Regions from separate parts of the Gasterosteus aculeatus genome. Here region 2 is linked to region 1. A link is a contact called in public Hi-C data. All regions are on one chromosome and are shown on one strand. The core of a region is the stretch at or near the end of the contact, and the rest is flanking DNA. Distances in the headings are between cores, read along the strand shown.

What was found. A called contact is a pair of places that touch in the nucleus more often than the background predicts.
Region 2: a contact with region 1 is called in a Hi-C map of skeletal muscle, with 2.1 times the contacts expected there. The contact joins two enhancer-like sites.

What each region holds. Positions count from the first base shown.
Region 1 is chr18:8,666,342-8,673,125 of fGasAcu3.hap1.1, reverse strand. No RefSeq gene overlaps it. Among protein-coding and RNA genes, the nearest start is that of atp6v1d, 20 kb to the right of the region's middle. Within about 2 kb of position 2,170, at least 1 of the 9 cell types and tissues checked has open chromatin away from gene starts, as enhancers often do.
Region 2 is chr18:8,747,678-8,753,488 of fGasAcu3.hap1.1, reverse strand. All of the region lies in intron 55 of utrn (utrophin), which reads left to right. Among protein-coding and RNA genes, the nearest start is that of utrn, 49 kb to the left of the region's middle. Within about 2 kb of position 1,793, at least 5 of the 9 cell types and tissues checked have open chromatin away from gene starts, as enhancers often do.

The sequences.
Region 1 (6,784 bases), core at 921-3,420:
TTTTCCTTTGATTGAGCAGCGGGTTGCCGCACACATCGATTATTCTTGAAGCTTCCTCGATGTTCCATTGAAGACATTCTGCTCGGTTTACATTGGCGCCTTTCCAATGGCTGTCACTTGTTGCTGGTTATAAATCATATCTGACTGGGCGAGTCATTTAATCGTGTGAAATCAGCTCATTTTAGCAATCTGTCAAACCTTTAATATTTCCAGACGGGAAATTGCCTGAACTCGGGGTGCCGTTATCAGACCACAAATGAGTGGTCTCTGTCCTTTGGGTGCACGGGCGAGTCCTAGCCGTGCACTCATTTCCTCTGAGGAAAAGGTGATAACTGACATATCAATCCCTTGATGTTTTCCGTATGTATGTTGTGGCGGCTGTGCAAATTCTCCCCAAATGAAAGTGCTAACTTTTCCTCTCCCAAGTTTTGTCTTAATATCCCTCCCTACCATCTCCGGTCCAACAATAACGTTGCTCTGGGCTCCCTGAGGTGCTTTAATTAGTCCAACAATCCCCTTTCTGTAATACTCTGCAGGAATCTGCTTGTTTGGCAAAGAAGTTTCTGTAACAAAGCAGCTTAAACAAGAGAGGTGGTAATTATTGCTCACTAGATCCCGTTAGAGCCTTATTGTCACATTAATATTAATAATGCTATTATGTGATTGGAGGATTTGGTTTAATTACTGCAACAATCTAATGTGCTCATATGAAACATCGTCAATGCAAGAATGCATGATTTATTAGCCATCTTTCCAAGTATTTTAATCCTACTCAGACGGAGCTCTCTGGGAATTAATGCATTAAACAGTGGAGCTCCAGTGAGTTACAGTCTGCTCGCCTGGCTGAGCAAAGACGAGTCTCCTGCAGTACAACAGAAACAACATTAGTGGATGTTTTAATAATTAAACAATATGCATTTATGTGAAATCTCTTGTCACTTGAAATGGAGGTCGAAGGTCAGGCGCTGGCAAGAATTGCAAGAAGATTGTCTACATAGAAGATGCACTAACTGATTAGTTTGTGGGCTAGAAAATCCACAAGAAATCTAACTAAACATGAAACAGTGGAAGGGTAATACAGTAGTGGGAAGGTGGGCCGGAAGAAGTAAATTGGCTCATATATGAGACTTTAAATAGCTTGTAATCTTTAATTCTTCATAAGAATGTCCTGATATGCTCTCAGGGTGTCCGCCATCATTCTCAGGGGCAACTAGTAATTTCCTGTAACCTTGCAATTAAAAATATATTTGATTTATTCACACGATTGGAATTTGTCCTAAAAAAAGTTTGCATTCAGTCATTATGTATTATTTTTAATTTAGTCAGATTTATTGATACTGGAACATGGCTCTTATTTTGAAGTCGGTACCAACACCGTATTGCCTAATTATTACATACACACGCTGCGGATTAACACGCGGGTTTCCTTTACACGTGTATTTGTTTCGGGTAGTACTACTACACTAAGTATCTGCTCATTTTCTTTTCTTTAGATTGAACCCAGCCAGTCAGCAGTTGGCTGGTTTGGAGTTGGACGCTGAGACAAACAACACAGATCTGACTTTGCGGCGTTTGAGACCAGACCAGCTACACATGCATTCACAGGTCAGTGACTATGGCATCAACCTCTCGGGCGCCTACAAAGGACACAGCTTGAAAAACTTTAAGCTTAAAAAGAACTTCCGTGAGTCATCCCAGTTGTCCTTGTTAACTACTTTTTAGTAAAGGTGCCCTCTTTGGCAGTAAAACACCTCCCGACCTTGTTTGTGCTCCACATGCAGATTAATTCCACTCGTCATGCCCTCTCGTATCCTGAGCGTCTCACAGGAAAACCCACAATATCAAATCAATTTCATTTCCTTGTCCCTTTGTCCTTTAAACTCCCCCGACGATCGCTATCTGCGACCGGCTGATTCTCTTTGCTGTTGGTGAAAACAGCCTGAGACGATCCCACCGGCCTTTCGGCCGTCCGACCGACGGGCCCATTCTTCTGGATGGCACCGCGGTGACTGACGGTGCTGGGATGGTTATTTTTGTTCCCATCCCTCGGCCCCTTTCCCATTCACGCGCAAGGGGGGGGGGGGGGGGGGGGGCTACAGCTGGCACGTAGATCCGTTCGACAGCTGCCCGCTTTGATCAGCTTGGCAGGCGGCGCCGGAGCCGGTGCTGTGTGCGTCCTGGCGGGTAGCTGCCACTGGCATGTGGCAAAGGGGCAAAGGGGCACAGAGGACTGGGAACAGATGTTGAGAATGGGGGGGTGGACCTGTCCGGGATGTGGTAAACGGGCAGAACTCCAGACTTTGGGAAAGAGGAAGGCAACCGAGAGGGGAGGGATGAATACATCAAGCAGTTTTTCATTATTGCGTTTATGTTCGTAATCTCTGTTGTGTTCCTCCACGTTAATGTTCCAGCGCAGGGAAACCTGCGATGAACTCATATCCGAACGAACCTCCCGGCTTTAACAACTACCTCGCAGTACTTATCTGCTGAGGTTTATTGTCCCCAGTACACTGCAGAAATCTCCTGAAATGCTGCGTGTGCAGAGCGAGTTAGCGTTCGCACTTTTCCAGCTCTCTCATCGACGATTCATTGTCAGTATCTAACTGAGCTTCTTCAGGAAGGGCATCGACTTGGGGTTTGAACTGTGGATGCTTCAAGCAATATTCCGGGCGTTTGTCCCACATCAGCATTAAATTATTGAAATAGGGAGCAAAACCTGATATGTCAAGTATACTTTCTAAATCATTTCATGTACTTGATTTTAAGCCAGTGGTATGTAGCACAATGCACCAGCTTTCAAGCTCTGACCCTCTACTGTTAGTCAGCCCTGCTCAAACTACCGACTAACAAATTGGTATATTCGTCATTTATAATCGTTCATCTTCTCTCTCGTGATAGATAATTTTGTTAAAATAACTGTGATAAACTGCCATTTAATGAACCTTTCACCTTTCCGCCTGCTTTATTTTCTTATTTCTAGGCAGTCATTTGCTGACCTTAACAACCCCTCATTACACATTCCAGACACACACGCTGTGCACATGCACTGGAGGTGTGTTGTTGCAGTACACTGCTTGCTTTTCTCTCTAAAGCACATATTACTGTACCAAGCTTTTATATCTTTTTGCAAAAGGCTCTTTCCTGAGGCCTGGTCCGGGCCACGGACTAATGGAAGGAGATAGCTGGAATCAGAGCAGTGGGAGGTGTGCAGAGAATCGGTCAGTATCGGACCGTTCAAATTCATTATAACAGCAGTATTCAAAATGCTGTGCCAAGTGATTTCGGTTTGATTGCCATATTTCCTACGTTGTGTTTGGACAGACAGTCATCAGGTGCCAGGTGTTCCTCACACCTTGACTTTCATATCAAACCGTCTGCCAGAACTTAATCACACGCTCATCACACCTCCGCGGCCGACAGGTTGTGCTTGATGCACAGATTGCCGTCAGTACTTTATGAGCACCACACTGAATTCAGTATCCACCAAGTGACAGGTTGAATTTAAAATGGGGCACTGAAGAGAATTGGTCCGTATTTTGAAATCGGTGAGTTACACAAACAATTTGTGGCATTGCAGCAGGCGCTATGATTTAAAATAACCACCGCGTAGCGATAGTTGTTTGATATGCAGATGATTTTCTGATGTTTAAATGAGGCCGAACTTCTGGCCTGTTAAATGGTCCCGCAGGTGTTCTGCTCATGCTGACTTTCATTAAATCTCCTGAAAATGAAAATGGAAACTCTGGATTTAACTTCACTTCAAAAAGGACGTGTACAGCACATTTTAGGTTTACAACACACTTTAAAAATACACCGCTTATGCACAGGAGGTTAAATTTGAACAGCAATCCATCATTGATTGATTTGATTATTGGGGTTCATTAAATTTTACATTGGATTGTCTTCACCTGAGGTGGTTTCCCAGATCAGCGTTATCTCCAATACACAGCTAATATTTAACACAACATCAAAGACACACAAAGTAGCAGCAAAGTGCGCCCCGCAGTGGGCTGCTGTGCGACGTCTATGGAACCTTGTGAAGCTTTTGCCAGTAAAAAAAGGAAAGCGGCTGTTTTGATCGCATTGCATCCATTTATCCATTTAACTGTGTTAAATCATCAAGCGCCGTTTCTCATGCTGATTGGCATCCCGTTTTTCATTTTATTCCGGCTTAGTTGTATTCTTTTTGCTGCTAATGATCAGGAAACAATTCACACAGGCCTTTAAAGAACCGGTCAAATCCGAACGAAGGGGAAATGTGTCAAAGGAATAGTGCAGCAAGTAGTCATTTTGTGTGAGTTTGGTTTGATATACTTATTGAACTTGTATCTAAGAGTGAGTCAAATGTATGTGGGGAAGCTTTAACTTCATCAGAAAGACTCGATGCTTCACAAAGGGAAATGAGGAAATGCACAGTGGTTCTTCGAAGAAACAAGGCTTGATTTACATGTTAAAATATGTTAGAAAAACACACTGCAAAATGAATGAAGAAAAACAGGAAGGCCAATAGCGACGTTTCCACGGCATAAGCAGAAATAATAAGTTTGCTAAAGCCAAAGAAAAGGAGGACATGTAAACAGAGAATCAAGCTGCTGGTAACAGCCCCGATGCTCCAACACGTTAAATACTTCATCGGCAGCTGCAGTGAATGTGCCAAATTCCATCCGTGGAGGTGCGGGGACGTTCGGCTGTGTGTCTGCTTGTGTCTTTATTCGGCAGTTCGTCAGGCCTTGTAGCCTCGTTGAGAACATCGTCCTTTTTGCATTCTCCAAAATAATAAATACATTTCCCACATTTAGCAATATATTTTGCAGGTTTGCGGCAGTCGCATTTTGACATTCCCCTTCCCATATGCTTGATGTTCACACCGTCACATTTTCGCAGGCTTGGTTTCTTCTTCCAACAAACACTCAACTAATTTAGCGACTTGTAAACCTTTGAGAGCGAGGTTCTCTAAAGAGACCTTTCTTTAAATGGCTCTTTCACAAAGCCACGTTTCTCTTTACGCAGCCCGACACACATTTAAAACTACTGCTACAAGCGCGTTAAATCAAACCTTGAACCTTTGCATGGCTGGAATTAAAACTTTGTAATTGCACCTCCTCGCTCCCTCTACTCTGTGTTCCGTTATCCTTGGCTGACGTGGATGGCCAGGGAAAGTGTCCCCCCCACTTGTCCCTGTCCCCCATCCCTAAATGTTGCAATAAAGCTAAAACCAATCCGGCTTAAGGCCCTCGATGCGTTTCCTCGTAGCCCCTTTCAGTTGCTGTGGTTTTAACCAAATTAGCTGTGAATCAGGCCTGTGTGTGTGTGTGTGTGTGTGTGTGTGTGTGTGAGATACAGATTGCATTTGGGAAGCAGGTTATCCTTTCACAGGAATAGGACAGGGATGAAACAACAACTTGTTTCTGTTCCCAAATCCGCAGCTGAACAATCTCCAGCGGTTACTGGCGTCCGCTGAAGCAGAGGCGGCGGCCTCGTCTCCGCCACACGCCCGGTGTTCTGCTGATGAGAACACCAACGATGAGGGCCGAGCTAAAGCGCAAAAGTGGAGCAAAAAGCCGAATATATCAGAAACCTGCTCACTCGTTTGAGTTAACACAAATGGGAATGCGGTACAATCAGCTTATACGGGGTTTGCTTTCATTAAGTTGTGTAGTGCGCCTGAATATTGTCCGTGTGGGTTACGAGTCTGTAGCTTTGGGCTTTGTTAGTTCTTCTCTGGGAAGTGTTTATTCTTTCCATTAACTATTGAAAACAACATCTGCTTTGGAGAATTCTTTGTCTCTGGATCCTGAAGCAGCAAAGCGGCTTGAAGATCTAAGACAGGCTCCTGGTGCCACTGATCAGTCATAATGAACAGCTTTTCACATTAGAGATTTCAATACTGAGAGAGGTTTTCTTGGTTGCCGGAAATTTTCTTGGACAAAAGTTTGATTAGACAGATTCCTTTAACTACAGGTAAGACGTTTTGTTGTTCCTGGCAGCTGGCAGACCAAGACAAAACGTGCGGATGGTTTCAATTTGAGCATTTACTGACTCCAAGGGTTGGATATGGATTTTCTAGGGGACGGTTCTCAGAATTTGATTTCAGCTGTGAAATTAAAAGTTCATCAAGTTAAATGAGCACAAAGGTTAATTGTCTGTTCAATAGCCAGAAGGTCAGACCCTGTGTACTTTGGATTATGTGAGATATTAAGTGTGTGCTGGCTGCTGTATCGGCTGTGCACGGCATGGAACTATTGGACATGTTAAGTGTGAGCTGTGACAAGCATATTCCATTAAAAGGTCAATTGTTAATTATCACAATGCGGGGAAGAAACAATAGGAGCAGAAAAAACAGAAAGAGGAAAAGGTCAAATGTTTGACCTCCAGACGGCTTGAGAGTGAGCTATAGTGAGAGACTACTGTGGCCTTTGTGCTTGTGTTTGGAACTAAATAAACAAAAGGCCTTCAGAGTCTTATTGGCAAACATTGCAGCAATCGCCTAATGGTCCACGTTCGTCCGCTACATGAATGAATCTCTCTTTTTCTCTTCGCATTTGGCTTCTTCCCACCACCCGTAAGAATGACATATCTACAGTTAATATTGTGTTAATTCTTCCCGTACATTTCTCTCATCTCCTGCATTACTTCACTTCAATTCATTTGTTGCATCATTTAAGCACTGTCTTATTCTGCTTCTCTCTCTCGTGCTGCCGTCTTCTCATCATCTTACGAGCAAGTTACCTCTACTACCAGGTCCACTCGATCTAAAGTCATTAATCAAATATACAAAAAAAGC
Region 2 (5,811 bases), core at 544-3,043, 81 kb before region 1:
CCTCCCTTCAGGGATCGGTTGACACACATCGTCTAATGCTTTATGTAACGTTTTTTTAATCCCCAAATCGCTCCTTCTCAGCCATGCGACGGATAAAATGGGCACTGTAAATCTTTCTTTTTTTTTTTTTTTGACAAAGCCTCTGTCACCTCCGTCTTTACCTCTTTCAGTTTGCACACTGAGGTGCTGTCATTTGCACAACCTGCTTTTCAGACATTGACAAAGATGTGCACGTACCCAAGTTTCCACTTGTCCCTGAGAAATTGCTGCAGCCTCGTACATCTTTTAGAAACCGAAAGCTTAGGGCCAATAACAGTTTTTGGTTTCATTGTCTTGATTGCCAGCGTTGTTTCCAGTATCCAATTAGCCAAAAGGAGGCCAAGGCTAGAGAGAAAAATGACAATGAATCACTGCATGAATGGCCTTTAGAATGTATTAACTTGGTATGGATTTAAGGAACTTTTCACTCACTGTTAGGCCTTGGCTGGATTTAGTCTAATACAATTCTGACCATTGGGAAAGGATATGATACGATTTTCACTTTCATCCGTCCGTCACAGGGATCTATATTTGTTTTGTCGAACATGATCCATCATTTTAAGTCCTTTTAAAGCTCTAAAAGGACACTTTCTTTATATTATTGGATTTTATTCCTAAAAGTCTTTCAAAGTCTTGTCAAAGGTCAAGTCTGTGGTTTTATGACAAAAGTAATGAAGCTACTGTTCGAGGCTAACTTTTAAAATAATACTGCTGCGTTAATGTTTTTATCATCCTTTCCTTCTCATTTCCATCGCTGTGTCTCAGTTGGATTCAGGATTTATGGATGTCCCTCATGGGTAGAAAGTGGAATAATAAAACAACCTTCGAGCATCAGAGTGTGTGTGTGTGTGTGTGTTGACACAGAGTTGTTGTTTATTTCATTAACTGCAAACGATTGGTCTGTTCAATTTGTTAGAAATAAACTGTTCTCTTCTGTTATCTTGTCATCTTGTAGTACATAAGATCGTCTCTCCTACTGCAGCTGATTTGTGAGCTATTATGTAATATAACAATTAAACACAATACATAACAAACACATGCGCTCTCTCTTCCACACCCACACACGCGCACACACACACACACACACACACACACACACACACACACACACACACACACACACACACACACCACACAGTTGCAAGTAGGAGGAGCTGCTGGTATCTGAACTATTTTTTTCTGTGCTGTATTTTCCTTTTTTAATAAGATCTTGTCATTGAGCGCATTGAAACAACCGTATATTTTGGATACTTGATGATAGCGCATATGGAAGGCACAAATTAAAGGTCTGAACTTGGTGCAGAGTCCTGTCTGGCTAAACACACAGCCTTTAAATGGAGAAGAGACCAGATGTGCTCATCGGAAGTCACCTTTTAATCTCTCCTTTTAAGTCCGGTGTCATTGGTACACACGTCAGGAATTTAAATTTCCCCAAAATGCTCTTAATCAGTACGCCGTTGTTTTCGTTTTTCCCTTGGACCCAATTTTTCCTAGTTACTCAGGCTTTGTCCTCGTGATTCCACTACTAGAGTTTTATTGTGCATCCGTGGACGTGCTCGCGCTCTAAAACGGTCACGGCAGAAGACGAATGGGACATTTACCAGGAACCCTCGGCGGTAGAAAGAACTCCTCCATCTCCCTAACTCTATTGTGTGTCTGCATCTCATTTGTGCGCCGGGTTCCCACTCACAGTTACGCTCTCTCTCTATCTCTCTCGCCCTCCCACCCTCTCTCTCTCTCTGCTTGTCTCTCGCTCATTGATCCGTCGGTTGTCGTGCGTAATATCATTCTACATTCACGGCAGAGGCAGCGTTTGTCCTCCATCGCACTGCTGCTTTTGCTCCAGCTCGCTCCTTCTCGTCTCCTCTCTCTCTCTCTCTCTCTTTACGTGATCTAACGGGAGCACTGTCTCCCTTTTCCTCTCCATCTCTCTCTGGTCCAGTTGGCAGTAAAAAGTGAACGGCGCACGGCGCCTTCCTCTCTCCTCTCCAACCCCCGGCTTCCCGGCACTTTCCCACTCTTCACTCCCTTCTTAATTTTTTTTTTTACCCCCCCCCCCGCTCTCTTTCTTTTTCATTTATTTTTTTCTTCTCCTTCGTCACCCTCCTCCGACTCCGTACCAAATGATTTGTCTGATTGTCTTTTGGCTCTGCTGTCGAGGTGCGCGTGTGATTGTCCGCGTGGAGGAGAAAGTGAGTGTCTCGTCTTGCATCATAGTATGCGTGTGTGTTTGTGAGGGAGAGAGAGAGAGAGAGAGAATTAGTGTGCGCGCTGAGAGCTGTGAGAGAGTCACTGTCTACAAAGAGAGCGAGAACTGGGGCTGCACGCACTGTGGGTAGTGTCCTCTGTATGTGTGTGTGTGTTTGAGTGTGTATGCAACTACACATGCAGAGCTGAGTACCCTTCCAAGTGTGTATGTGTGTGTGTTTTTGCTCTCCCCTCCGTGTGCATGTGTGTGTGCGCGCATCTCGTCGGCTCGGCTGGGGTCTGGTCGGCTGGCTAGTGAGGGAGGAGAACGATATGAGCGAGGTAGGGCAGTGCTAGCAATGCGGACCGGGAGCAGGCTGCTGCACAGTTGTAGCAGTCTTAAGATGATGGCCATGGTCCGGACCTCCCTCCAGAAAGTGGTGGTCTTCCTACACCGGCTCCAGAGGATGGCCATCTCCTCGCCGCGCTACCAGAAACTCTGCAAGGTACGTGGACTCGGCGAGAGAGAGGAGGAGGGAGAGCCTCTCAGAGTTTCTGTTTATGGGTTTTCTTTTACTACATTGGGTGGAAATTAGGTGGAAGTTTCAGCTGGAGTAAAGTTGATTCTTTTAAATTTATTTTGACTTTACTCCTAAAACTTTCATGCCATGTTTTGGAGTCTCCCCTTTGGATAATTTTTTTAATCTAGATTATTTCTGCTCATATGATGCGTGTGTGCCTCCCGGGAGAACGTCACAAAATCTTTCCAGCGCATGTGTCATTTTTTTTCAACGTGAATGTCACAAATCAGCAATCACTCCCCAAGTAATCTGGGACACATCCAAGTGTTTCTCCTTTATTTCTGTTTATTTTAAAACACGCCAACAAGGCACTGCGGGGTCGGTGCCGTTTCAGAGTGAGCGTCTGAGGGCTTTGCGGTCTGCGAGAGGCGTCCTGACCGGGATGCTCTCTGCTCGGTGAAAACAAAGTGCACGAGAGCTGTTGATTATTATTGACTGCTGATGCCGAATGCTTTCTCGCCTTGCCTTTGCGCCACATTGACCCGCTCTCAGGAAGGGGCCAGAGGGGGCCAGCTGTTGAGATCGGACAGCGTGAGAGACTAATGCATCAGTGAAGGTCCCGATTACGTGCCAGCTTCAATCATGCTCCAAAAAAAACATGTGGTGGTTGGACTTAATCCGGCTTTAATCCACCAACTCATCGCTCTTTAGGGCTCCGCCCCTTTCTTTTTGTTTGTTTTCTCACTACTTCAGGTACTGCACTTTACTATATTTTGTTTGGTTCACCCCTCAAGTCTCTCAAAGAGGCGGATACTGAATGGATTGGACGGGTGGCACAAGGACAAGACTTTGAGGGCAGAGGAGAGCAGTAAACAGGCATCAGGCATTTTTCGTCATCTTGTTGATGCTTCGTTTGTTTGCTGCTAGTTCAACCAATTCCTGGGCAAAACAAGTGAAGCTGGATGACCCCCCCCACCCCCCCTGCAGGTGCCCAGAATCTGCACATTCAACACTCGCCCTCTAGGTCGAACATTTCCGCTTATTTGGCTCCGTTGGGCATCCCGAAGCGACGCCCTTTCCTGGAATGCGTCCCTACCGGCGAGAGGGCATCAGTCATTCCACACTCGATTAGCCTCCCCTGGGTTGCATCAGTCATTTCAGCATCGTTTGGCCTTCCCTTGGAGGTAGGGGGGGTAGTTGGGGGGCGGGGACTCTGTGATGCTGGGCTTGTCTTCCTGCCTCCCTGGGGTGCGCTCACTGGCTGCCAGACTGGAACAGTGACTTGTGCGTGATGGATCTGCTCGGGGGCTCACCCTCCAGGGTCCGGCCGTTCGTTCTGCTCCGGGAAAACAGCCCACATGGCCGTTGACTCGGGATGATGAGTACTTGTATAAACCGGTGGCCCCTCTTATATTGATTTAATGCTACGTAACCACCGAGAGAAATCCTTGAGAGAAGCAATCAGAAGCGGCAGCTTAAATGTTCTTTATTCAGGAGACCATCCCGTACCTTGAAATCAGCATTCGGCAGCCGATTTAGACCGACCGTGGCAACGTTCTGTGGCGTGAGCACGTGGCAGCACAGTTGAGCATCAAAGCCAAACTTATCTTCAAGAAAACTCAAGGACCACCGTCATGTTGGTCCTCACTGTGTCTCACTGTCTGGCAGCATGAAGCAGGCCGGTTCACCAAGATGTGAGGGATGGAATCCATGTGTTATAAAGTCTCATGAATCATGTCCGACTAACAATTTATTTGTTTCTTCTTCTGTTAACCGCCCTTCGTCGGTAGCTTTTGTTTGTTTTCCTCTTTAAAAGCACTCATTACGTTGATGTATAATACTGCGCTTTGCAGGCTTTGCAAGCAGAAGCCATTTAGCTTCAACAGTTCTGAAAATTGGATCTATTATTTGGTGCTGTGTATTGTGTTTTTTTTTTGTTGTTCTCCCGCAATTCATCGAAATAAGGTTTAATGAGCTTGTAGGCAATTAGGGAACACATCCAAAGAGTGCTGCTCCCTAAGGCTTTTTTTATGTGCATGGTCCTATAGTATTCACGCCACAAACGGAACGGCACTCGCCTCCATTGAAGGCGGCAACTGAAGGCTTTTCAAGTAGATGTGAATTGTTGCACTGTCCCGACTATTTCCTTTCACATTCACTTAACTTTTTGGTCCTTCCTCTCCAGCGATCTCGCTCCTATCTCCGCCTGCATGCACATTTGTGCCTCCTGGCTGAGAGCGCTCCTCAGTTAGCTTACTCTGGCATACAGGGGGCCCCGGCAGCTCAGCTCATCGCCTAACTTTTGCTCTGCCGTGTGTGTGTGTGTGTGATCACTTGCTGCCAATTGGCTGAAGGACCGACGTCCCTCCTGAGGAGTGTCCTCCTGCTCTCATTACTGTGGCATTGGCTCCTACTGTGTGTGTGTGTGTGTGTGTGTGTGTGTGTGTGTGTGTGTGTGTGTGTGTGTGTGTGCGCGTGCGCATCAGCCAAAACCCAATTACAAAACCCCTCCAAAGCGTTGATAGAGTTCAGTCATGTTTTCTCGGTCCTGTGGTTTTTGTGGCAAACGCATTGGTCTGTCGCCTCCTCGCTCCATCCACCTTTACTCGTGGCTCACCGTTGCCCCGGGGCAGGTGATTCGGGCATGTAGCCCGGCTGGCTGACCTCCCCGTCCTTGAGCTCCAACGGGGTCCTGTGGGTCATTAGCAGGTGGTAGCATTAGCGGTCAGCGCCTGAGGGGCCACCGGAACCCCCCCCTCCCCCCACCCCCACACACACACACACACACACACACTCTCACTGTTTTTGGGTCACACTCAAATTACAGATTTCTTTTCTTTCCCGCATACTCTGAAGAATGTAGTTCACCGACACACATGCCCAGAATGCATCCTGCTCACTCTCACACTTAGACACACTCATCCACGTGCATGTGCACATTTACTCACTCAACCACAAGTGCACACACACACACACCTACTTACTTAACAGCTAGTCTGAGTGATGAGTCGCAGACAAGGGAATTATACGGTAACTGATTCATAAGTGTAGATGATTTAAATTC